Linked DNA regions of Danio rerio: region 1 is linked to region 2. Evidence: chromatin contacts called from public HiCAR-type data. All regions are on one chromosome and are shown on one strand. The core of a region is the stretch at or near the end of the contact, and the rest is flanking DNA. Distances in the headings are between cores, read along the strand shown.

Region 1 (5,826 bases), core at 2,209-4,708, 63 kb before region 2:
TAAACGGGCCTGGCACGGTTGGGATAGCATAGTGTGAATAGACCCTTAGATTGCAGAGCAAATTTACTATGGACAAAACGTTGCTGTTCTGTTGCGTTGCTGACTCTAATTGCAATATGTTTTATTGCCAAAAGGAAATGCTAACCTGACTAGAAATAGAAAACCTTGGCAAACAAAGCTCTATTTACAGTTTTTTTGGCCAACAAAAGTGTTCTTGGAGCTTCATATGACTACAGATGAACCACTGAAGTCACACGAAAATGTTCTGGGTTCATTTTATAGGCTGTTGTTGTCTATGGAGGATGAGAAAGCTCTCGGATTTTATGTAAAATATCTTAATGTGTGTTCCGAAGATGAGAGTCTCAGGCGATTGAAATTATATGAAGTTGAATAATTAATACCAGCATTTTTATTTTTGGGTGAACTAATGCTTTTAAGATGTTGTGACTGTTAAGTAATCAGAAGTAAGCACAGGTCAGATCTTACCTGCTGCTGCATGAGCACCCTGCATTTATCCGCCTCTCTCTGATAGGCCTCGTGGGTTTTGTCCCATTCTGCAGAGTAGAAGTCCTTCAGTCTCTCCTCCAGTTGCTGCAGTTCAGACTGATGCTGCTCCTGAAGTTTCTGAAACAGAGCCTCCAAAGTCACACGGACCTCCTCCTTCTCTTTCTCCAACTGCTCGCAACATGAGACAGAGTTACCTGGGGAATCAAGGAGACATGAGGATGTTAGGAAGATCTGATTCCTGATTTTGTCTTCGGAAATCTTAAAGGAACACTCTACAGTACTTCTTTTGGAAATAGGCTCATTTTTAAGTCATTTACAGTTAAACAATTTACCATTTTTAAAACCATTTAGCCAATATGGTTCTGGAGGGAACACTTTTAGCTTAGCATAAATAATTGAATCGGATTAGACCATTAGCATCTCACTCATATTTAACCCTTTCAGGCTCAAATAAACTTTTAGAAACAGGCAAAATCTATGCTTTTAACTGTTGCAAATCAGCAACGCCTGCATTGAGAGGGTTAAAAAAAAGGTTTTTATAATTCTCCTATTTGACAATTGACTTCTGTAGTTGCAAAGTGAACAAAAACTGACAGAAAAATGCCATATCAGCATAAAAAACAGCAACGTTTCATTTTCTGTTGGTCTTAGTACACAACGTAACTACAGAAGAGGAAATTTTTATATAGGAAAATTATAAAAATTTTTTTTGAGTGAGACGCTAATGGTCTAATCCGATTCAATGACTTATGCCAAGCTAAAATATGCTAAAAGTGCTGCCACCAAACCCAGATCAGCAGAATGGTTTCAAAAATAGTAACAAATTATCAAAACTCTTTGTTTTGAGTTGAGCAAGATATTACTGGTCCAATTCAATGATGTGTGCTAAGCTTAGCTAAAAGCTCATTTAGTGGAGTTGTAAATTGAGCCTTCCATTAAACTGAGTGTTCCTTTAAGAGTAATATGGAGCTAAGTACTAGTAGTGTATTTCCAACATACATTGGCTACTGGACATAAAAGCTGGTATAAAATCTGTTGTAGTATTTCAGAACAATGTAAAATTACCTTGCATCTTGAAAAATTTTTTGTTGAGACTACCTTCGCACAAACATTTTGATGAGACTCTTCCTACTAACAAATTTTGTAACACTACATCAATCTATTAAGAGTACACAGTGTAATGCATGAGCATACTCCTTATGGGAAGAAACCCATTTTAGAAAGAGTAACAGAGAGCAATTTTGTTATGACACCGCATAATGTAATGAATTAAATGTTGAATTGAGTCTAGGAAGCGTCTCACTATTTATAGATCCAGTAGAACCTGCCACAAAATTTTGAATGCATCAGTGGAAGTAATCACTAAAGATTAAAATAAAAATAATAATAGATATAGAATGTAAATTTAAACACCATGCACATATATACCAATGTTGTCATTTTCAGTTATTAAAATAAAGTAGAAATCAAATATTGTATGAAAAACAACTCAAATACTCTAGGGGAGACATTTTCATAAAACAAAATAAAATAAAAATAAAATAAACAGACAAAATTTTTAGCCCTCCAGTGAAATGTTTAATTCGTTTCCAAAATCATTTAAAAAAAAGCAAGGATAAAAAACAGATTTTTTTTTTTGATTTCCTAAAATATATTTGTTATATTTTTAATACATTTAGCTTTATTTGTTTATTTTAGTGTGTCTGGAAGATGATGCAATTTTTTTTATTTAATGCCAAGTGAGCAACCAAGGCTACTTTCATGGCAGGAACATTTCAATAATAAATATACAATTAAAAAAATCAACAAACAGAGTTTTAGTGTTAATACATGATAAAAACTCTAAAATCTTTTCTGGTGTCACTTTGCTAAAAATGTCCTTAAAAGAGTTAATTTCATTTAAAAAAGTCTTCTGCACAAGCAGGACAGTCCAGTAAAATGTGTTTTATAGTAAGGGGAATTGTGCAGTACATACACTAAATAGGGTTTTCACCTTGGAGCAAAAAAACATGGGTTATTCTTGTATGTCCAAAACAACATCAGGTAAAAACCACTTAATCAAGTCTAGTCTTAAAATGTCTTAAAATTCTGTGTGAGATTTCAGGTTGGATAATTTATTATTTTATAAATATATATAATTTATAATTTATTATTTTAATAATTAATAATAATAATAATAATAAAAAAATAAATATTTTATACTTAAAAATGTCATAAATGCTAGGGTCATTATTAATAGCCCCCTCTAAGAATGTTTTTGAATGACTACAGAAAAAAATTTGCAATATCTTGAATAATAAACAAAATCTACATTAACTATTAATAAACAACATGCAAGAATCTCACATAAAATCTAGAATATACTTTATTTCCTAAACAGCCTTTAAAATCCAGATTTGATTCTAGAATAAACTGAGGTAAGTTTCTATTCCACTGGACTGAATCAACAGAAATCAACCTCAACAGAGACGTGCACAGGCTGAAGACTGCTGCGACGTCCTCCCTCAAATTTTCCATGCTTATTCAAGTCTGGCACGTATGTGTGAGCAGCACATGTTTTTGAAGCCTCAGGATAACCATTTCTTTCTTTTAATTCTGTGAGGTAAACTTTAGGAGCACCGTGTCATTTGGCCAACTGCACCTTTAAACCCACACACAGAATCCACTGTGAGTGAAAGATTCCTCATTCGCCACACACAACCTTCACACTTGTCTCGAAGCCAAAGGCCACGACAGTAAGGTCAGACTAATTAAACACAACAAGCAGCACATCCTTAACATTCTGCAGCATTAGAAATGTGTGTCTGGGCTTGCCAAAAATGTGTGTGTGTATGTGTATTCAAGGTACAAACTCATTGGGGTGTCATCGTATTTTGTTACAAACACATAAAAACAAACGCACTGACTCAAAACACAGCGAAAAGCCGCCAAATGTCTACAGGGCGCAATAAAACAGGTGTGATTGCTGGGTGGTTGATCCTATCAGTTTCCCAACTCCCAAACATGGAGTTGTACAGTTCCATCAATACGATGCTCATCAGAACAGAGCATTCAACAGGATAAAACATGAAACAGCCCAACTCTGGAATGTACAAAATAACATAAATGAAGAACAAATATGTGACTAGCAAATCAAGGCAAGGCTTGTACACCTCACACATATGCTAAATTGGGTTAATAATAACTTAGGAAAAGATATCCAGTTAAAGTCAGTTATTTTTTTTCTCCATTTTCAGTTCAACAGAAAAAAATATTTTTTCAACACATTTATAAACATAATATTTTGAATATCTCATTTTTAATAACTGATTTATTTTATCTTTGCCATAATGACAATAAGTATTATTTTACTAGATATTTTTCAACACTTCTATACAGCTTAAAGTGACAATTAAAGGATTAACCAGGTTAATTAGGTTAACAAAGCAGGTTACGGTAATTATGCAAGTTATTATATAAATATGGTTTGTTCTGTAGACTATCGAAAAAAAAAATTTGCTTAAAGGGGCGAATAATTTTGACCATAAAATGTTCTTTAAAAATAAATAAAAATAAGTAAAAATAAATTTTACTCTAGCTAAAATAAAACAAATAAGACTTTCTCCAGAAGAAATATATTATCAGATATACTGTAAAAATGTCCTCGCTCTGTTAAACATAATTTGGGAAATATTTAAAAAAAAGGGAAAAAAAAATTGGTAATAAATAATTCTGACTGTACATAGATAAGGAGAGATTTAAAATATTATTTTTAAATATTTTTTTTTAAAGATAATAATAATTAAACTATATTTTATATGTGTATTTTGTGCTTGGTACCTCAATTGGCTTAGGCCTTTTACAGGAAAGAAAAGAATAAAAATGTCAAATAAAGTGGGGGCAAATCTCCGTCTTCATACATCATTCATTGTTTTGCTCAAAATCAATGATTCATTTAGAAATGAAGCAGGTGGCTGCGTCCAAAACACACTCTCCCTCACTCACCCATACACTCATTCACACACATACACTATGAACAATTAAGCTTACCCAATTTACCTACAGCACGTCTTTGGACTTGTGAGGGAAACCAGAGCAACAGACGCCAAACAGAAACACCAACTGACCCAGCCGAGGCTCGAACCAGCGACCTTCTTTCTGTGAGTCAACAGCGCTACCCACGGCACCACCACGCCAACCACATCTGCACTAGTATTTGCATAAATCAATCTGATTGGATGACGTCTCCACGATGACGTATTTTAACTTCTGCAGTCAGCAATGGTGGCAATGCAACTCTGCAATGCTTAATGTCACTGTATTCAAAGTCAATGGGAGGCATTAACAAAGTCACCCCAAGTGTATAGGACGTTATGAGTTCTGTGATATCAGACATGCCTCTTTTGCCACACACATTTTTAATAAATTTTTAAAAATTTTTTTTTTTATAGGTATATAGTATGAAATATGCGATTTTAGGCCAAATCATTAGCCGATTAGCCAATTCAATATCTAAATCAAAACAAAACAATTGTTTTGCTCTGAAACAAACAAACGCTCTGGGGTCTGATTTATAAAATTTGCTTTGATTAAAGTGTAAAAAAATTAATTAATCAAATTAGCTTTGATTTAGCAACTTTTCTAAAAGTGAAACTAGAATAAATTAGATTTTTAAAAAATGATTATGGGTCATTTTCAGATTTAAAGTGATCTAATTAAGTTAATATTTAAGTTAAATATGTTTACGTAATGTTTACCTACAGCTGCGCACACTCTCCCATCAAAATTTGTTTTTTTTAAAGATCCCAACTTTTGTGTGGAAAGTGGCTTTATATTTGATATTTATAAATGAGACCTCCTGCTCTGGCTTTGGATATGTTATACAATATAAAAATCATGTATATGAATATATATCTTTTTAATAGGTTTCGACATATAGTAATTGCTCCTAGAGATTTTAGTTTTGTTTTTTCACATATTCAATAATAATTTTTGATTCTGCCACAATACTAAGATGTTGCAGTGCAGTTGTTAAATTGTTTTGATGGTATTAAAATGTAGTCCCTAAGGTGCCACTAGTTTTTCATGACATTCCGGATTCTAAATATTGCTTGGTTAAATTATCTGTGGAAAAAAAAAAACTGCAATCCTAAGTAGGTGTGACCCCGAAACTAAACACTCACTCAGCCCTATTTTATCAGGACTGTGCCCTTGAGCAAGACAGTTCTCCCAAGGTTTCTCACAGATTAGTGTTCTTCCAGTCACTTTGAACAAAAGCACCTGCTAAATGACAGCTATCCGAGCAAGATGAAAGCCTTATGCTCTGTGAGTCTAAGGAAC
Region 2 (5,898 bases), core at 1,578-4,077:
TGACCTTCTGCGATACCACCGAAGTTACATTATGGTTGTCGTTGTCAGTCCAGCAGTCCTCATTAGCATCCAGATAGACTGACACAGAGTTGTCGTTGTCCTCTGCATAGTCTGGTCTGCAGTCTGGGCTCTGTATGCCTGAATCATCACTGTTGGCCATTACTTTTCCCATCTCCGCCTCAGGCATGTCCACATCCAGAGGACTATCGGTTCTGACACTGCTCAGACTACTCAAGCTGCGCACGGAGTCAGGTGACGTCTCACCTCGGTCATACAGGAGAGAAATCGATGACGAGGACAGGGAGGAAGACTCAGAGTTGAACGCAATGTTATTGTGCTCATTACTGCGTAACAGGAGACACAATTCATGCTGAGGTCTGTTGGGAAGCACAGGAGGTGGAAGCTCAGATATGTTTGTTGGTAGTTCCATGAGGTACGAGGATTGAGATTTAATCATACAGCCCAAACCTCCATAGCTAGATCCAATTTGCTGATGGACTGGAAATACTCCACTTTGTAGAAGAAGGGATTAAGGTGTTTCTCATCATAGAAAGGCTACTTCTTTGATCGTTCAGACGATGGCACCCATGACTTTGCTGACACTCTTTAATGGCTCTGTGAATTAAGAAAAGACAGCACATGTCAATTGTGTTTAATGGGTTTAACTTTTAACCTAATCCTATTGAAGGCTATGGGGTCTGCGTAAATGTTTGGAGAAAATAAATGTAAAAACTTATTAATTTTCCTTCGGATTAGTCGCTTTGTTCATCAGTGCTCGCCACAGCGGAATAAACTGGCAACTTATCCAGCATATGTTTTACACAGCGGATGCCCTTCCAGCTGCAACCCAATACTGGGAAACACCCATACACTCTCACATCCACACACATACACTATGACCAATTTATTTTTTTCAATTCACCTATAGCGCATGTCTTTGGACTGTGTGGAAAAACGAAGCACCCAGAGGAAACAGACACAAACTTGGCTGGGACTCAAACCAGCGACCTTCTTGCTTAAATGTACAATCGAATGACACAATTTAGCTTAAATAATGTCAAATAAGCATATGTTTTATTAAGAATTAATTAATAAACAAATACTACCACAAAAGACGGTCTAAAACAACTAAAATAATCAAAATTGTAATAATAAAATGAAAAATAATAAATAAATTAATTAGATTACATTTAAAAATAAATTAATCAAACATTGATAAAATATTAAATTAACCAAACAAATGAATGACACAATTAGAATCATTTAGTAATTATAATAATTCTAAAATAATGACCATGAAAAAATATTAAATTACATAAAAAAACAATCATTTAAAACACAATAACAAAAATAAATAAATAAAATAAAACAAAATACAAGACAATGTATGACAAACATGTAGTTAAAATAATAAGTAAATGTGCAAATAAACAAGTAACAATTGCACTACAACTACATACTGTAAATATATAGCTGAAGTCAGAATTATTAGCCCTGTCTGAATCTTTTCCCCCCAATTTCTGTTTAACGGAGAGAACATTTTTTCAACCCATTTCTCAACATAATAGTTTTAATAACTCATTTCTAATAACTGATTTACTTTATCTTTGCCATGATGTCAGTACATAATATTTTACTAGATATTGTTCAAGACACTTCTATATAGCTTAAAGTGACATTCAAAGGCTTTTATTATATAACGATGTTTGTTCTGTAGACTATCGAAACAATACATAGCTTAAAGGGGCTAATAATTTAGATTTAAAAATCAAATTTTTTATTTAAAAAAAGTGCTTTTATTCTAGCCGTAATAAAACAAATAAGGCTTTCTTCAGAAGAAAAAATATTATCAGACTTACTGTGATCATTTCCTTGCTCTGGTAAACATAATTTGGGAAATATCAAAAAACAAAAAAAAATTAAATAAAGAGGGCTAATAATTCTGACTTTAACTGTATATGCAATAAGGTAATATCATAAAAGCCAAATATTTTTCAAATAATGTTTCAGCTTCCCTTTTTTTGGAGTTTAAATAGTTCTTAAGTCCAGAATCTCTATAGATGCCCTTGTTGTAGGGAGATGAAAAAACAGAGCACTACTGCTCCCTACTGGCAAGCTCTCATAAAAGTCTTTTTCTATGCAGGGAAAGTCAAGAAAGGTAAGCTTTTATATGCAAGTAATTGTGTTTTTATTATAATAATGTGAAGTTGTTTGTTTAATAAGCGTTGTATTCTATTTTTGCATATTTTTGTCAAGGACTTTTATTTTGGTGCTGTGTCCCCAAAGAAGGAGGATGTGTGTGTGTAGAGTGTGTGTAGAGTGTGATGGACTTGGACTGGAGACTCCTGTCGATTTTCTACCCAGTTTTAGGAGTTTTGCTCAGTAAAATAGTTAGTCATCGGTATATTAAAGTCCATCGTCTTTATTAACATTCCCCTACTGGCAGCCAAAACTCCACGCCTTGCAATAACATTCATTGCAGTAATTCATTAAATGTCCTCCTGTATCTCTCTTGTTTTGTTAATGAAAATGGTTAGGCTGCTTTGATAAAGGAAACACTTGTTTATACCAGCCTGCATGGACATGTCACCTTGTATTTTATTTATTTTAAAGTTTAGACACCCATGATCATCTTGCGCCTGCGTTAAATCTGCATTATGTCAGTCACACTTTGCAACTAAATGTGGGTGATAATATAGGCCAGACAAAAGCTAATTAAAGAAGAAGGCTTTTATTTTGATATTCAGGCCATTTTGTGGCACATGCAAGGCAATAGTGAATGTTACTGCCACAATGGTGTCCTTGTGTTTCCAGACAAATGCTAAACGGTCCAATCCAAGAGTCCAATTGTTCTGCTCACAAAAACCATTTAATGAATACACCAGAGGTCATCTTTTAACACAAAGAACAGGCTGATTTCAAGCCGGAGGAGGAGTGGGAGGTAAAATGCGTCTATGCTAGTTGGTGGATTGCCTCATGACATGGCAAAAATATAAGCATTATTTAGCAGTATTTAATTAAACTGCTAATATCAACAATGCTTCAAAAACAAAACATCAAATCATTTTCAAAGCTAATTTCATGTTTCTTAATTGCTATTAAATATAATAGACTTGCTGAATATTAGCCTAACTCATTTCTAATAACTGATTTCTTTTGTCTTTGCCATGATGACAGTACACAGTATTTGGGTATTTTTCAAGATAATACTATTAGTATAATAAGTCCAATTTAAAGCCAATTTGTTTACGTCAACTAGGCAAGTTATGGTAATTAGGCAAATGACTGTATAACTTGAATACAATTTACATTTAAAAAACAGTTCTTAAGTCAGAAAACATGCTTTAAACTACTAATATTTTACAATAATTCTTCATTCTGATCAACCTAAATAAGGCTTTTTGAATTTGAACATTTTTTATTTCAATCTGTTCACAATGTAAAATCAAAGTATCTTCTTCATTTTGCAAACATGGAAACGATGCATTCAGATGACTTTTAAATATAAGCTACAAAACCCTTTCATTAACAATAATGAGGCAAAACTTTCAAGCACAAAGAGAATCTTTTTTTAGCAATCTGTTATACAGACTGCTGTATAGTATGGAATCTTTGAATATACAGTTCTTCGAGCTCGATTGGCAACATATTTGTTCACAAATTTGTTAGCCAAACAACTGAGAGAATATTTCAAAAAGCAAATGCCAAGAACATGATGTCTTTATTAGGTAAAATTCTGTCTGATCCCGCTCATGTTTCATTTAGGGAGTTTCACCTTCTGCCTTCAAACAGAAGACTAACAGTCCCACATGCTCCAGTGAACGGATCACAGAAATATTTTGTTTATTAGATTATATAATCAAATGTGGGGGTAAGCTTTGTGTGTTCTATAAATGTGGAAATGTAAACTTTGAACCTGTATTGCAGATCATTGTGTATTTTGTTATTATAGTTTAAAGGTAATTGTTAGTTTGGTGTGTACTGAATGTGGAATACAAAACAGTGGAAGCTTTTTTCTGTGAATTGTTGCATGAATTATGGGAATAACTTCCATTACACTGTAACAGTGAACAGTTAAAAAATCTGACATCCAATGTCAAAAGGCAGCATGTTGAAGCTTAAAAATAACTTACAGCAGACCATTAATTACCATAAATATGATCAATATATTATCAATATTACAGACATGTTGAAGATGCTGGGTTCCACATAATTGATTTGTGTTGGGACAACATGACTGTATTAAGTTAACTTGTTAGTTTTTACAAATGTAAGTGAATTGAACATAAAACAATTAAGTTGTTCCAAAAAACTTAAGAATTGTGTTGTTTCAGCTCATATTAAATAAGTAGTTTGAACAAACAAACATTTTTTTTAGAGTGTGAGGAATACAAAGAGAAGATAATCTTAGGGTGTCTACAGATGTTTAATAGTTTTTATTACCAATTCACATGAAAATGTATTGCTAGCAAACACAATTAATTCTACATATGGTTTATGAGGACTCTCCAAAGGCTCTAAAAACTGCTTATACCCTACCGTAACACAACTCTTACAAGAAACTAGTGGTATATTATTTAAATGTCAAAGTATGATTTTTAACCATATGGAATTATGAGGACACAAATCATGTCCTCATAAACCACCTTAAAGGGATAGTTTATATGAAATTTTACTCAGTATTTACACTACCTCAATTGGTTCCAGATTGTCATGAGTTGCTTTCTTCTGTTGAACACTAACTAACTATTGACTTCCATAGTAGGAAAAACAGACACTATGGAAGTTAATAGTTATCCAATATTTTTCCAAATATCTTCTTTTGTGTTAAGCAGAATAAAAAAACTCATAAAGGTTTGAAACAAGTAAAGGGTGAGTAAATTATGACAGTTAACATTTTAAGGTGAACTATCCCTTTAATAGAGTACAACTAGGTCATATCCATGTCATTATACAATTTTAGATAGATAGATAGATAGATAGATAGATAGATAGATAGATAGATAGATAGATAGATAGATAGATAGATAGATAGATAGATAGATAGATAGATAGATAGATAGATAGATAGATAGATAGATAGATAGATAGATAGATAGATAGATAGATAGATAGATAGATAGATAGATAGATAGATAGATAGATAGATAGATAGATAGATAGATAGATAGATAGATAGATAGATAGATAGATAGATAGATAGATAGATAGATAGATAGATAGATAGATAGATAGATAGATAGATAGATAGATAGATAGATAGATAGATAGATATATAGAGGCAGGCAGGCAGACTGACTGACTGACCGACTGACTGACTGATTGATTGATTGATTGATTTTTTACATGCCCTGCCAAAATGTTCTCTGGTCCCCAACCAAAATAATTCTTGTCACATATACTGTTAAAAAGCCAAATATATGTTAAATAACACACCTTTTTTTAAACAAACAGTGTCTATATATTTTGAAATGACAAACACTAACAGCACAACAGTCTATCCAGGTTGAAGTTCCCAGATCATCAGTTAACTATCCAGGTATAGTACGTATTTGCCATTTCGAAGGAACAAGACAAGCTACTTTTCATGTCTGTATGTGCAAGATATACTTGCATATTTACCATACAGATAGACTAGTAACCTTCACTCGTTCTCTGTATCAGAGAGATTTTAATTCATAGAAATTTAATTCCATTAAAAGTAGTTGTGTGCGTAAAAGGTGGATTCTTTTTTAAATAAATTCCAACTGTAAAAGTAAAAAAATACACATTTAACACATTTAATAAAACACACTTTTTATAAACCAAAGCCAGCAGCACTGTATATCACTGTACATTCCCACTGTATGTATCAGTGCTATATTATGTAACAATGTGTTGCCTTCTATACGGTGATCA

Evidence for each region. HiCAR-type assays count read pairs that join an accessible place to other places.
Region 1: a contact with region 2 is called in a HiCAR-type map of caudal fin, with 4 times the contacts expected there. The contact joins two enhancer-like sites. A contact is called at or near these places in 4 of 18 Hi-C or Micro-C datasets (caudal fin, embryo and skeletal muscle) and 3 of 4 datasets of contacts at active chromatin or transcription factors (caudal fin, embryo and gastrula embryo).

The regions. Positions count from the first base shown.
Region 1 is chr1:18,147,138-18,152,963 of GRCz12tu, reverse strand. It overlaps mtus1b (microtubule associated tumor suppressor 1b), which reads right to left. Exons shown (of 16, transcript XM_073949991.1): 10 at 487-701. Among named protein-coding and RNA genes, the nearest start is that of pcm1, 15 kb to the left of the region's middle. Within about 2 kb of position 3,458, at least 2 of the 62 cell types and tissues checked have an H3K27ac peak or open chromatin away from gene starts, as enhancers often do. A contact at or near this core is called in caudal fin, where this site is marked.
Region 2 is chr1:18,082,945-18,088,842 of GRCz12tu, reverse strand. mtus1b (microtubule associated tumor suppressor 1b) reads right to left here. Exons shown (of 16, transcript XM_073949991.1): 3 at 1-615. The coding sequence starts at 457. Among named protein-coding and RNA genes, the nearest start is that of mtus1b, 26 kb to the right of the region's middle. Within about 2 kb of position 2,827, at least 8 of the 62 cell types and tissues checked have an H3K27ac peak or open chromatin away from gene starts, as enhancers often do. A contact at or near this core is called in caudal fin, where this site is marked.